Linked DNA regions of Capsicum annuum: region 1 is linked to region 2. Evidence: chromatin contacts called from public Hi-C data. All regions are on one chromosome and are shown on one strand. The core of a region is the stretch at or near the end of the contact, and the rest is flanking DNA. Distances in the headings are between cores, read along the strand shown. Region 1 holds the start of LOC107855213 (mitochondrial outer membrane protein porin 4). Region 2 has its middle 14 kb from the start of LOC107877780.

Evidence for each region. A called contact is a pair of places that touch in the nucleus more often than the background predicts.
Region 1: a Hi-C map of bud shows a contact between it and region 2, with 2.0 times the contacts expected there. The contact joins the promoter of LOC107855213 here to the enhancer-like site in region 2. A contact is called at or near these places in 2 of 5 Hi-C or Micro-C datasets (bud and placenta).

Annotation. Positions count from the first base shown.
Region 1 is chr7:35,526,412-35,533,066 of UCD10Xv1.1, forward strand. It overlaps LOC107855213 (mitochondrial outer membrane protein porin 4), which reads left to right and starts at 3,937. Exons shown (of 7, transcript XM_016700205.2): 1 at 3,937-4,095.
Region 2 is chr7:35,449,507-35,456,476 of UCD10Xv1.1, forward strand. No RefSeq gene overlaps it. Among protein-coding and RNA genes, the nearest start is that of LOC107877780, 14 kb to the right of the region's middle. Within about 2 kb of position 5,320, at least 5 of the 5 cell types and tissues checked have an H3K27ac peak or open chromatin away from gene starts, as enhancers often do. A contact at or near this core is called in bud, where this site is marked.

The sequences.
Region 1 (6,655 bases), core at 2,687-5,186, 76 kb after region 2:
GAGGTCAGGAGGAATGCTACTGATACATTTCCTAAGTGAAATTATAAAGTGATACATATTACTATTTAATCTCAACAGGTTAATTGGTGATACATTTTAATCATATTATTTTCAATTGATACATATTAAAAAACTTAATATTGTTATGTGATTCATATAAACCATTCGTGTAAAATTAGTTGATTCATATTACAAATTAAAATTAACATGTTAATTGGAGATCTATTTTCAACATATTGGTTACAGTTTATTCAGTTTTAATCATTTTTAACTGGTGATTCATTTTAACCATTTGAAAAATGGTGATTCATATAATTAGTGGTACGTTTCCTAAACAAAATTATAAAGTGATACATACTACTATTTAATCTCAACAGGTTAATTGGTGACACATTTTAATCATATTTTTTTCAATTGATACATATTAAAAAACTTAATATTGTTATGTGACTCATATAAACTATTCGTGTAAAATTAGTTGATTCATATTAAAAATTAAAATTGACATGTTAATTGGTGATTCATTTTCAATATATTGGATATTGGTTACAGTTTATTCAGTTTTAATCATTTTTAACTGGTGATTCATTTTAACCATTTGAAAAATGGTGATTCATATAATTAGTGATTTATATATGTAACTGGTTATTCATGAAACTGGAGATCATATGATTACAAAATATAAATGGCAATAACATAATACAACTTAACATATTAAGTTATATTTGGTGATTCATATAAAAACTGGTTAATAATATAAATGGTGATTTATATGGTATTTGGCGATAAATATTAAAAATAATATTGTTATGTGATTCATATAAACCATTCGTGTAAAATTAGTTGATTCATATTAGAAATTAAAATTAACATGGTGATCCATTTTCAACATATTGGTTACAGTTTATTCAGGTTTAATCATTTTTAACTGGTGATTTATTTTAACCATTTAAAAAATGGAGATTCATATAATTAGTGATTTATTTAACTGGTTATTCGTGAAAGTGGAGATTCATATGATTACAGAATATAAATGGTGATAACAGAATACAACTTAACATATTAAGTTGTATTTGGTGATTCATATAAAAACTGGTTAGTAATATAAATGGTGATTTATATGGTATTTGGTGATACATATTAGATCACTTGTGATTGTTAACAAAATAGTGATGCTACATATCAATAGATAAAACTGAAAATTAGTGATAGATTATGTAAGTTGAACTACCCACAAAAGTACTAATACCAGATCTGCTTCTAAGATAGAATGTCATGACATTTTATACAAAAAAACTCGTTGTCATGATATATCCTGAAATTTTCAAACATAAAAAAACTGAAAAACCAGAATTCCACAAACATAAGAAATCAATATCTTTTTGTCACACAATAAATACTAGACAACTACGGTTCAACATCAATCATCTCTGTATCCTCAGATCGAATGAAAGTGCGTTTAGGCCTAGGCGGATCCTGGTTGTCACCAACATATCCAGTGCATGCCTTGTTCACACCATAGTCTCATAACAAGGATGCGTATCTTGTACGATGCTTTTTTGGATCAAACTTTGAAGATGGTATTTGATGTCGGTCACTTAAAAATTCAGCATATGCTGCAACAAACAAGCCACAATCCCTGAAAATAGAAAAGTAGGTATTTTATGTGTTGTCGTGAGCTCTTATTCAAAAGAATAAATGATACTTACAACGTATCACTTGATTGTTGTATAATTCCATCAATAATGTGAACATCAAATGCGTGCTGGTCCATCTTTTTCTTATATGCATCTAGAAGTGACCAGTTTGTGCGATCTTTTTTCTAAAAAAAAAATAAGATATTGTCAAATAAGTTGACAATATTTCAGCAAGCTCCTTTATTTCATTAGCATGACATCTATGACTTTTCAACGAACCATACACACGAATGCATCTTTTCTTGAGTACTATGACTGCCAACACCCAGTGAAACGACCCTTTATAATTTATTGGCACATACACCTCGTCTATCAAATGCCATGGAATACTAGATGGAATGCATAGTCCTTGCATAATCTCATAAATTGATCTCTCCATCGAAGCCACTTTCATTAAGCGAACGTTTTCGTCATGCAAGCTGAGATCAATCTCAGAATGACTTCGGTGATAATGAGTGTATGTATCATGGATATAGTTCATGAACACGCAATTCACAATGGTATATCTATATTCACTGGTTGTATCCAGTTTTGCTTTCTTTCTAAGATAGTAGAATACCACATCGATATACTCTAATATAAAACTAAGATGTGTAAGAACAGGTGATTCATTTAAGGCATACACAAGACTTGAAATATTAATTACTATAAAGAAAGATATAGTAATCACAACTCCGCATGAAACATAAAGACAAGCTAAATCTACAACAAATGTATCGAGTTGCACATCGCTTATAACAGGATGCAGCATAGAAATTAAATCTTGCTCATAAAAAAATGCAGCAGAATGTAGTTCAAAAGTTTTAAGCATTGGATATGAAGATCAAATCTTGCGCAAGAATAACCAAAACAATCATCACGACCAAAGGAATAAAGATCATAATATTATTTGATGAAACCTATACTTCAACCAGACTAGTCGGGTTTCGCTAGTACAAATCATCAACATTCATTTCCTTCAATCATCAACAAATAATAATAATCAGTTGTTTAAATGATAACACTAAGCCATGCTTCCTTATTAAATTTTCAAGTTAAATTCAAGTTAGACAACATATGTATCACAGTAACACATATGAGACCCAGATGTATCACTATGATACATCTGCTACCAGAAAAGCTATATTCATACTGCAAACATTAAATTTTTTGGGTCTTGTTGTAAAAATCAGTTTGTGCTTAAATAATAAAAATTAATAAAAAAGTTAATTGCTATATATATATTTCTCTGAGGCATACCTCATCATTCCAACAATTACTTGATTGCGCCAAATAATTATATGAATCACCAGTTAAAAGAATCAGTCAAATGAATCACTATTTGTGAATCACCAACACAATATATGTATCGCCAATTAAAATATCATTTTAGTGTTTCACCCATATGAATCACCCAAAAAAATATGAATCACCAAGTAATCAATTAATCTGTAATTATATGAATCACCCATATGAATCACCAGTTAAAAAAATCAGTTATATGAATCACCATTTATGAATTAGTTGCGAAAATAATACCTGATCAGACGGAAATTTGTTCAATTTCATCCTGATATTCCATTTGCATGTCGGAAAATTAATTTTTAGCAGCTAAAGCTTCTCTAAAAATCTTTAATTATTCAGGATCGTTTCGCTGCTTTGATCTATTTTCACTAAAACCTAATTTGGTGTAATCAAAATTGCCAGTAAAACCCACTACTTGATTACTATAATGAACAACTTTTTGAGTTTCAATTTGTGAAATCCCCAAGCTGAATGAGGGTGAATCTTCATTATCCATTGAAGATAAAATAAATCAACACAAAAGGATTTTAAAGCACAAATCAAAAGCTAACCTCTTTGAAGAAGTTGCCAATTTTTGAAATTAAAGGATGAACGATTACGGTTGAACTGAAGTTGACTCAGAATCTACTAAAATGGGAGAGATTTTAAGGGAGTAATTTGTGGGAAAAAAAAGGATGATGCGTAAAATGATGAGAGAGATGAGAGTGAAAAGTGGATAGAAAATAGGGTGTTCAAGTTATAACATATGTATCACCAGTAAATATGCAAATAGGAATTTTATGTAATTTTTAAAATATTAAGATATATTAGGTAATATGATGTCTTAAATATGGGATTTATGTAATTTTTCCTAATAATTAACCCAAACCAACCATAAACACACCTACCGACCCAGTTGTGATTTGGACTCATTCATCATATTAGGCCCAAGTCCAAGATCCAAGATCCAAGTTGCAATATAAGGAAAATGATAAATTGCTTATAAAGACAAATAAACCCCTGAGGTATTGAATAGAGAGAGTTAAGAGGTTTAAGCTAAACGTTTGAGTCGTTTTGTTTTGCGTACCCCAAATCTCGACGGCGATTTCTGCGTCTCTGTCGAGAACCAAAATAGGTCAGTGAAGAGAACCCATTTAAGTTTTTCTTTAATGCAATATGTAGCTAATTTGTAATCTTGAAAATTGAAAAAATTGCATATAATTTTATACAAAATATGTTTGTTGTAGTTGATTATTTTAGTTTTGGGTTGATTGTTGATTGCATTGACTATTTTTGATGCTTTTAGGTAGTCATATACTCTCTCTGTTTTAATTTATTTGTTTGGTTTTGACTTGACACGAAACTTTTGAATGTTAGTTCTATTAACCTAAATATATGTGAAATGTATTAAAATACTCTCTAATCTTATGTTTTTAACCTAATTATATGTGAAATTTACCAAAATACCCTTTATCTTATGTTCCTATATCTTATTTACTAGAACCGGTTGCTACCAGTCAAGCCATTAGTCGAGGAAAAAAAACTAGTTAGTATAACTAGCAGTTGCTGCTGCAGAATAAACCAATTTCAAAATGGGATAAATTGATGTCATGTGGAATGTTGCTAGTAAATAGTTGCCAAAAAGGAAAGAGTCATTCCTTTTGAAATGGACGGAAAAGGAAAGTAAGGCAAATGAATTGAAATGAAGGGAGTAATAATTAAAATTACCTTTATGGAGAAAAAAGTTTGTCAAATAATTGAAATGCCACTTGCACCCAAGGAGGTGGCGTAGTAGTCAATGAAAAAGTGGGCTAAGAACTTGCGTTCTTAGGTTCAAATTTCAGCAAAGACAAAAATGCTAGGTGATTCTTCCCATCTACGTTAGCCTTGATGGACAGAGTTACTTGATATTTGTTATTGATGGGAGGTGACAAGTATCCCGTGGATTTAGTCAAGGTGCGTGGAAACTAGCCTGGACAACATGGGTATTAAAAAAAGAAAAAGAAAAAGAAAAAACTATGTAAAATGTTTCAAAATGCCCATTAATTTTGTAGTCTTAAACAAGCTACGGGGAAAGAGAATGATCATTCTTTATGAGATGGACTTTAGTTTTAGTTTTGGGTTCCTTTGGTTGATTATTGATTGCATTTACTTCTTAGCGATCACGGTTTTGATGATTTTAGGTAGTCAAAGAATTGAAAAGATCACTTGGTAATATACCCCCTTTGTTTCAATTTGATTGTCCGAGTTTTTCTTGGTACGGAGTTTTTGAAAGTAAACAAGACTTTTGAATTAAAGATGTGTGGAATGTACCAAAATTACCTTTAATCTTGTGGTTTTCAACAAGCCTTGTGGGAAGTCAGTATTAAAGAGTTGCCAAAAAAAGAACGAAAGGTGCTTTTTTTGGAAACGGACTAAAGAGGACATTAAGGCAAACAAATTGAAACTGAGAGAGTAAACAAAATGGGGTTTGTAGAAGACAAACCTTGTTTGAAGTTTCACTAATAATTCCAATGTACTTAATTTCAAAAGGAAGAAAAATGTATGGAGTTTGGGTTAATATACTTATTTTGGACGATCTTTTTTGTTTGTTTGATTTTGACTTGGCATAGAGTTTAAGAAAATAAAGAAAACTTTTGAATCTTGTGGATATGTACAATGTATGAAAATGTTTTTTAATTTTGTGGTCTTAAACAAGCCATGTGTAAAGTTAGGATTAAAGAACTGCCAAAAAAAGAAATCATTCTTCTTGAAACTGTTAAAAAGTAAATTAAGACTTAAATTGGAATGGAGAGAGTAAACAAAATGGGGTACAGAAGGCAATCTTGTTTGAAGTTCCACTAATATTTTCAATGTACTTGTTTTGGAAAGGAAGAAAAATATATGGAGTTTAGGGTTAATATGTCCATTAATTAGATGGCTGTTTGTGTATAGTATGCTTAGATAGTCAAAGAAATGTATTATGCTTATATAAGTTGTGGGGATATTTGTGTGTGTGTGGGTGGGTTTTACTTTTGGTGTTCTTTGGATTGCAGTAACGTCTAATAGGTATACTGTTTTAATGCATTTAGGTAGTCAAATAATTGAAAAGCCACTTACTAATATATACAAAATGGGGTTTACATTAGACTTGTTTGAAGTTTCACTAATAATTTTAATGTGGTTGTTCTGGAAAGAAAGAAAAATATATGGAGTTTGGGGTTAATACGTTCATTAACCAGATGGCTGTTTGTGTTATAGTATGCCTTGATAGTCAAAGAAATGTATTAGGCTCATGTTAATAATGGGGAAATTGAGAAATTGATACCAAGATAGACACTGCTGACAGTAGACTGTAGAGAAGTTTATTTATGAATTTGAAAGTCATGAGGTACTTGTCACAAGAAATTTCATGTCTTTTTACCAATTTTAGAAAAAAAGAAAAAGAAATTGCAAGTTTATGATGTTGTAACTCAATTTTTCACTTCAGCCCCAAAGTTGGTTGAAAATACTTAGTTTTAAATATGTTATTTGTTGTTGAAATTGGAACAGAATAATTTCATTTAGTGTTCTTTTGGGTACTTGTTTTTCTGTTTTCATCGAGAACGAGCTTGTATATGGTTAATTTTTGTAGATATTCTTTTAGGATTGTTCTGCTTGAGAACAAGCAAGGGCATACAACTAGCTGAAGAAAGGCCATAATATTGAGTTCATAA
Region 2 (6,970 bases), core at 4,070-6,569:
ATAAATTTCTCAAAACTCCAAAAATCTTAGGGCATGATTTTAAATCAAAATTTCATCCCTTTTCACTTGAATAATATTTTTATCTTATAATTACTAGTTTTTCATCAATTTAACCTTCAAAACAACTTCGATTCTTGATTTTAACCCAGATTTCAAGGATTTTACCCGATAAAGCTCAAAAATGGTTTTTGTTCGATTTGAACCCCGTTTTTCACTTGATTTAACTTGAATTTTTAGCTATAGGTTCCTAAAAATATGAGGAACATATTTTTGAAGTAAAGTTCCAATTTTGCCCTTCTTTTTTGAAAACCTATTTTGAGGGTCCGTTTTGACACCGAACCAAAAGTAGTCAATATGGGTGTCGTTGGTTTTGTTTTGATGGGTAGATTTCATATTTGATGTTTTTAGTAGAGTTTGGGATTATTCATGAAAAGTAAGGTCGCGGGTTCAAGTGTAGCGAACCAGTTTTGGCTTTCGAAGTAGGTTATGGCTTAACTCTTCAGACAGGGATGAGTAGTAAATGATGGTACAAAATGCATGTTAAGGGTGGGAACTAATCATGAAAAATGGCTATCTACGTGTTGTGCTTGTGTGGAGGCCTATATGTGATGTAATTGTCGAAATTAAAATATTATGTGATATGTTTGACCGTGTGGGGTCCTATGTGACATTGATAGCCTTGAATACATGTGAGTAATTGTATTGTATTGTTTAATGTGGTACCATGGGTGTATTGTGATTATATTCATACTTTACTGGCATATGAAACAGTGGAAATTCATGGATGAAATGAAAATAACGAGTGAATATTGGCTCATGTGGTTATGGAAATGTATCATTATGGTTGGTTTTGGAAATATATCATGTGTTTGGTTGTGGAAATACTTATTGTGATTGGTTGTGAGCATTACATCTTTATATCATATTCATTCATGAAACATTGGTACCACTGTGGCAACATCTGAGAAACACTGACAACATCTTTTTAAAAATATTGTAACACCTTACAAAATCCTTTCTGAGGGATGTGCCGGAAAGGAGATACGAGATATGTGGATTGTACATGGGTTGAAGAACCCCCCATGGGTCTTACGTCGAAAAGCTTTGGCTCTGTAGGTGTATACGGGGATTGTGCGATGATCCCGGAGGTTGTGCGACAACCTCGTGCATCATAATCATCATTATCATTATCATATACATTGCACTTACTTTATTGTGTTCATGTTATGTTGTATTGCCTTATTGACTTGTCATCTATGTATTTGCCTTACCTTTCTTTACTTATATTTGATGATCTTGTATCTACATGTTCTCTCTTTCTCAATTTTATATGTGACATAATCTATACTTATGTTCTATATCTTGATGTGTTTTTGCAATATATGTGAGATATATTAGAACTGTTAGTGTAAGCGGTGTGGGCTACCGTTGTGGGACATTTTCTGATTGCAGGTGACATACCCTTAGTGTATATTTTGTATGCCTTATTTACTACTTTGCTTAGTCGGCCTATGATACCTACTGAGTACAAATGGACCGTACTCATGCCTACTGCGTCCTTTCGGTGCAGGTCCTAGCTCGAGTGCTCCTCGGCTTACTTAATTCGGGCGATTGTTGGAGCTTCCAAGGTAGCGGTTGGACATTTATGCGTCCGAAGTTCACCTTTAGCTTTCTATACTAGTTATGTCCTTATTAGTGTTCAGAGACAGTTATTATTCCTTTGTGGTTATTTTTCCAATGTATTTGACTCTTGGATTGTATTAGTAGTTCTTACACTATTGACACCTAGTTTTGGGCATGATTGGTGTTTTGGATAAGTTCTTTCCGCATTCTTATGATTATTTATATGGTTCGGCTTCATTCTAGAAGCCTTACCTTGGGTATTTCTATATTTTTCTCTATTCGTATCAGTTTGGGTGATAAGCTTACTTGTCAAGGTACGCCGCGACAAGTGCCATCATGATCCTCGTTTTTGGATTATGATATAAAATTAAAAAAAACATAAAACCTATTGGGAGAAATCTCCCCCTAAACAAAAATTCTTTAAAGACTATATTGTGGATGATATTGTGTTAAGGTATGAGAAGAGGGTCTTCTATTTATAGAGTTTCAAAACCTTTCTTCCAAGAAAGAGGTTAGCCAAATAAGGAAAAATTTTATATTTTCCTTTTAGGAAAAGTAAAAGTATTTATGGTTACTTTTATTTTCCTTACAAGAAAAAACAAAACTTAATTTTGGTAAGAAAATCAGGGCAAAAAGCCTAATAAATCTTTCCTTCACGTGATTCGTCTTTTTAACATCTTTGATCTTTGTTCTTCATATAGTCTTCATCACTGTTGCTTGGCATGATTAAAAATGGAGCTTTTGGATTAAAAATATATGAGCCTTTTCGGGTTAAAAATATATGAGCCCTTTGTAGGGATTAAAAGTGAGCTTTATTTTTAAATATATGACAGCAAGATTGTTGACTGAAATATCATCTCCACATGTAGTTGGACAAAAACATCATTATCGCCAAATTGATTGCAACTTGATTTGAAACCGATTTGAACCTGTTTAATCTCGTTTCACCAAATTATTGGAGCTTTGAACTGTAGGCTTTGATACCACTCGTTGGGTTTGAAATTGAGAGGGCGTCATGTGGAAGCTTTTAGTTGCCAAATCATAAAACGATAAATCAGACGACAAAAAACATAATACTAAAAGGCATATTATTAATATGGTTTGACCAAACGGCCTACATATTAAAAATAAAATTGAAAAAATTTAAAATCTATTAGGAGAAATCTCCCCCTAAAAAAAATTCTTTAAAGACTACATTGTGGATGTTATTGTGTTAAGGTATGAGAAGAGGAGTATGAGAAGAGGAGTCTTTTATTTATAGAGTTTCAAAACTTTTCCTTCAAGAAAGAGGTTAGCCAAATATGGAAAAGTTTTATATTTAAAAGTAAAAGTATTTATGATTACTTTTATTTTCTTTATAAGAAAAAATAAAACTTAATTTTAGTAAGAAAATCAGGGTAAAAACCTAACAGATATGTCACCTCCTTTAATTCTATAAAAATTGCATGATGTAAAACGAAAACGCACCAATAATGCACCAAACTTAAACTCTTGTCTCAATGAGCCAATAAAACTTGAGGTCTATTCCAATTAAAGTTCACTTACATACTTAAAAACTTTGACATGCTTTTCCTGAATAGCTTAACTACCCATTATACACTTGAGTATAAGTTGAGACATAACATACGAGTGTAGTACATTTTCCAAAGTTATTTTTCAAAAAAATTTCAAGAAATCTAAGAGATAATAGTAAAAGGAAAAGGCTAAGAAATTTCTAAAGGCCTGATTCTTGCATATTTTTAGAAGTATTTCAAATACCTACCTTAAAAACAATGATAAACTGATGACTTACAAAATGGATACTGATGCCATTCACATTCAGAAGGATAAAGTAACTATTAAATTGTTGCATCCAGCCAATGAATTTTATAATTCTACCAGTCTTGAGGAAGAAGGGTCATTTTGTATTAATTGAAGGTCAACTAAATAATTAAAATAACACTACTGTATGACATTTTAAAAAAAAATTAAGACTTTCCTAGGAAACTACTTTGGAAATATTTACACTTGTCTAGCAACTTTCAACATGTTCTTCTAACAAATATATTCAATAATTTCATACTCCCAAGTTAGTTAGCCTAGATCAGCATGTTAAAATCCAAAATGGTCAAAAATCTTGGACATCATTTGTTACAGAAAGGGATCTATATGATATGATATGGTTACTAAGTGTCTGTTTGAGATTATTTATTTTTCAAAATAAATATTTATTTTGAGAAAAAAATATTTTTTTTTAAAAAAAGATGTTTGATAAATTTGTAAAAATGTTCTTAAAAATAAGCAGAAGCAGTTTTTCTGCTTTTGGGAAGAAGCAGAAAATTATTTTTTTATAACAAAAATATCTCTATTACACACACACATATATATATATATTAACATACCTCACAAGTTTGACCTCCGCCCCACCAAAACTCCCCCTCCCCCCACACACACACAAAAAAAAATTAAATTTCTATTTAAAAAATTTTAAACTTTTTTCTTATCTCACTTCCCTGTCCCAACCCCTAACCAAACCCCACCTCAATCTTTTTTAGAATTTATTTTTTTAAAATATTTTAAATTTTTTTCTTACCCCACCTTCACCCACTTCCTACCCCTTCCCCCACAAGCTACCCTCATCCCATCCACCTGTCAATTTTCTTTTTATTTTTTAAAAAGTTTAAGAAATTTATTCATACCTCACCACCACCTCCAACTCCTACCAACAACCCCTCCCCACTTATCTTATTCGTTCTCATTATTTTGTGTTAAATATATACAAATTTTTTTAGAGAAAAAGATTCTATTTGTGTGATAAATACAAGAAAATAAATAAGAAACAATTTATTTTCCTAATTTTTTTTTTTTTTGAATTCCATAGTGAACACACTCGTAGAATACACAAAAGATGCATTCAAACTTTGTATTTATCATTGGTGTTAGGTTTCAAAACACCAAAAAGAAATAAAATTTGTTACAATAAAAAATAATCTAATTACACTTATTTTGATCTACTCTTATATTGATTTTGTTAGAATTTATATGAATTTAACGACTTAATATATTTACATGGCATAATTTGTGACAAATTAATAGGAAGAAACTATTTTATTAACAATTATTGATAAATTTAATATTTCTTACAATGAAGGATATTTTAGTAAACTTACAGGTTACGATACAGTACCATACCATCAAACCAAATAATAAAATTGCTATTAAACAACAATGAACAATACAGTTCATTCAGACATTGTATTGTGTTATACTGCACAATACAATATCATATCATACTATACCATACATTATGAAATCATGACAAACCACCATCCAAAGTGTAAGGAGTAAGAACTGGGGGTGTTGGATGGGTGGAGAGAAAAACAACTGATATGTTAATCGTTTGGTAGAGTGTATTGAAAAAAATAGTGCATGTATTAGTTAATGTGTATTATAAGTGCCTTGTTTGATACAATTTTTAGTCTATGTATAACTAATACAAGCATTAGTTATACACACTATTGTATATTGAAGGGTGTATTAATAATACACACCAGTTCCCATGTATTAGTAATACGAAATCTCTAACACATGCATTAATTTGTTAAATGATAAATTTACCCCTCTTTTCAGTTTTTTTTTTCTCTGAGTAGTTGCTACCTCCACTTTTTTGCTCCGTCTTGTAGCTGCTGCTGATTTATAGCTGTATTGCTGCTGCCTCCATGAAGATATTTGGCTTCCTGCGTGTTGCTGTTGCTGCTACTAGCTGATTTGTAGTTGTATTGCTGGTGCGTCCTTGGATTGTAGCTGATTTGTAGCTGTATTGCTAGTGCGTCCTCGGATTGTAGCTGATTTGTAGGTGTATTTAGGGCAGGGTATAAAATATCAAAAATCGAATTACTGAAAAATCGAAGAATTTGGTATTCGGTATTTGATATGGTAATTAGGAGTAAAATTTTAAAATTACGGTATTTGGGTTTGGAATTGGTAAAAGATATTACTACCATTTGGTATTTGGTATTTACCGAATATCAAATTATTGTTAACTGACTATAGTCTATACTCCATAGGCCACGAGTCCAAATTAATATTCTACAAAAAATCAAAAAAAGTCCACAACCTAAAAGTCTATAATACTATATTCATTTTAAAATTTTAAAATGAAAATCTCTTTTAAAATTTTTATTGTTAGCAGCAGTGGACAACATGTTCAAATATGAAGTTATTGTTTCATATTACTTGTGTTTTCTTCATTCTGGTTCTATCTATCAAGACAACCTGAACTTATCTAGTCTTGTTGCAACTTGTAGGTATATCTAAGTTATGTCCAGTGAGAGAGTTGATGCAGAGTTACTCATTTCCTGCTTTATCTAAGTAACTAAGTTATCAAAAAGGTTTGACGCTATGTTTTGTGATTTTAAATATCTCCTAAGTTATTTTTTATGAAAGGGTTGGTGAATTCTTTTATTTAAACTCACTCACTAGTCACTACGAGGCAAATATTTGAGGAACAAATGTGGCTATTATCTTCCGGAGCAATTGCTGCATTAAATAGTTATTATGTTAAATTATGATGAATGAGCTATGAAACATTACTGATGAAGTGTTAAAAAGTGTTATTTCTGTAAGGCATAGGGCTGAAACTTTATCTTGTGTTTTGATTTAAGTTCTAAAGAAAACTGTTACCGTTGGCCTAGAGTAGAGTCTACCAAATTTAAATTTAATATGGTCTTATCAAACACCGTACCGAATCAAAGTTTAATTTATCGATTACCGAATTACCAAATCGAAATTTAATGGTATGGTATTTGGTATGTACTTTCATTTACTGATTATTGAATTACCAAATTCGAATTATAATAATAGCGAATCGAATACCGAACGCCCACCCCTAACTGTATTGTTGGTGCGTCATCGGATTTTCCAGCAGTAGCTACTGCTACTGCTGTTCTTCAAAGAGAAGTAAAAAAGAAGGGTATTTTGGTAAATAAATATCTTTTTATAATAAAATATAAATATATATTATTTTTAATACATTGAACCAAACACTCTGTAAAAAATGATATTTGTATAACTAATACCAACATTACTAATACTTGCATTAATAATACAGTCATTATTAATACATTTTATTCAGAGTTATTTTTATGTACCCTACCAAACAACCCCTTATTGAACTCAATTTTCCCTACCTTCTTTTTAATGACACACCCTTATCTTTTTGGGCTTTGCCACACACTACCCATGTCATGTCACCTTTGGGCTTTGCCACAACATCATGGCCCATGGGGTTCAATTGTTCACAACAAACTATTTGGACTTAGAAAGGACACAATACTCTTTGGGCCTTTCAGCTTTATTCAAGTAAGAT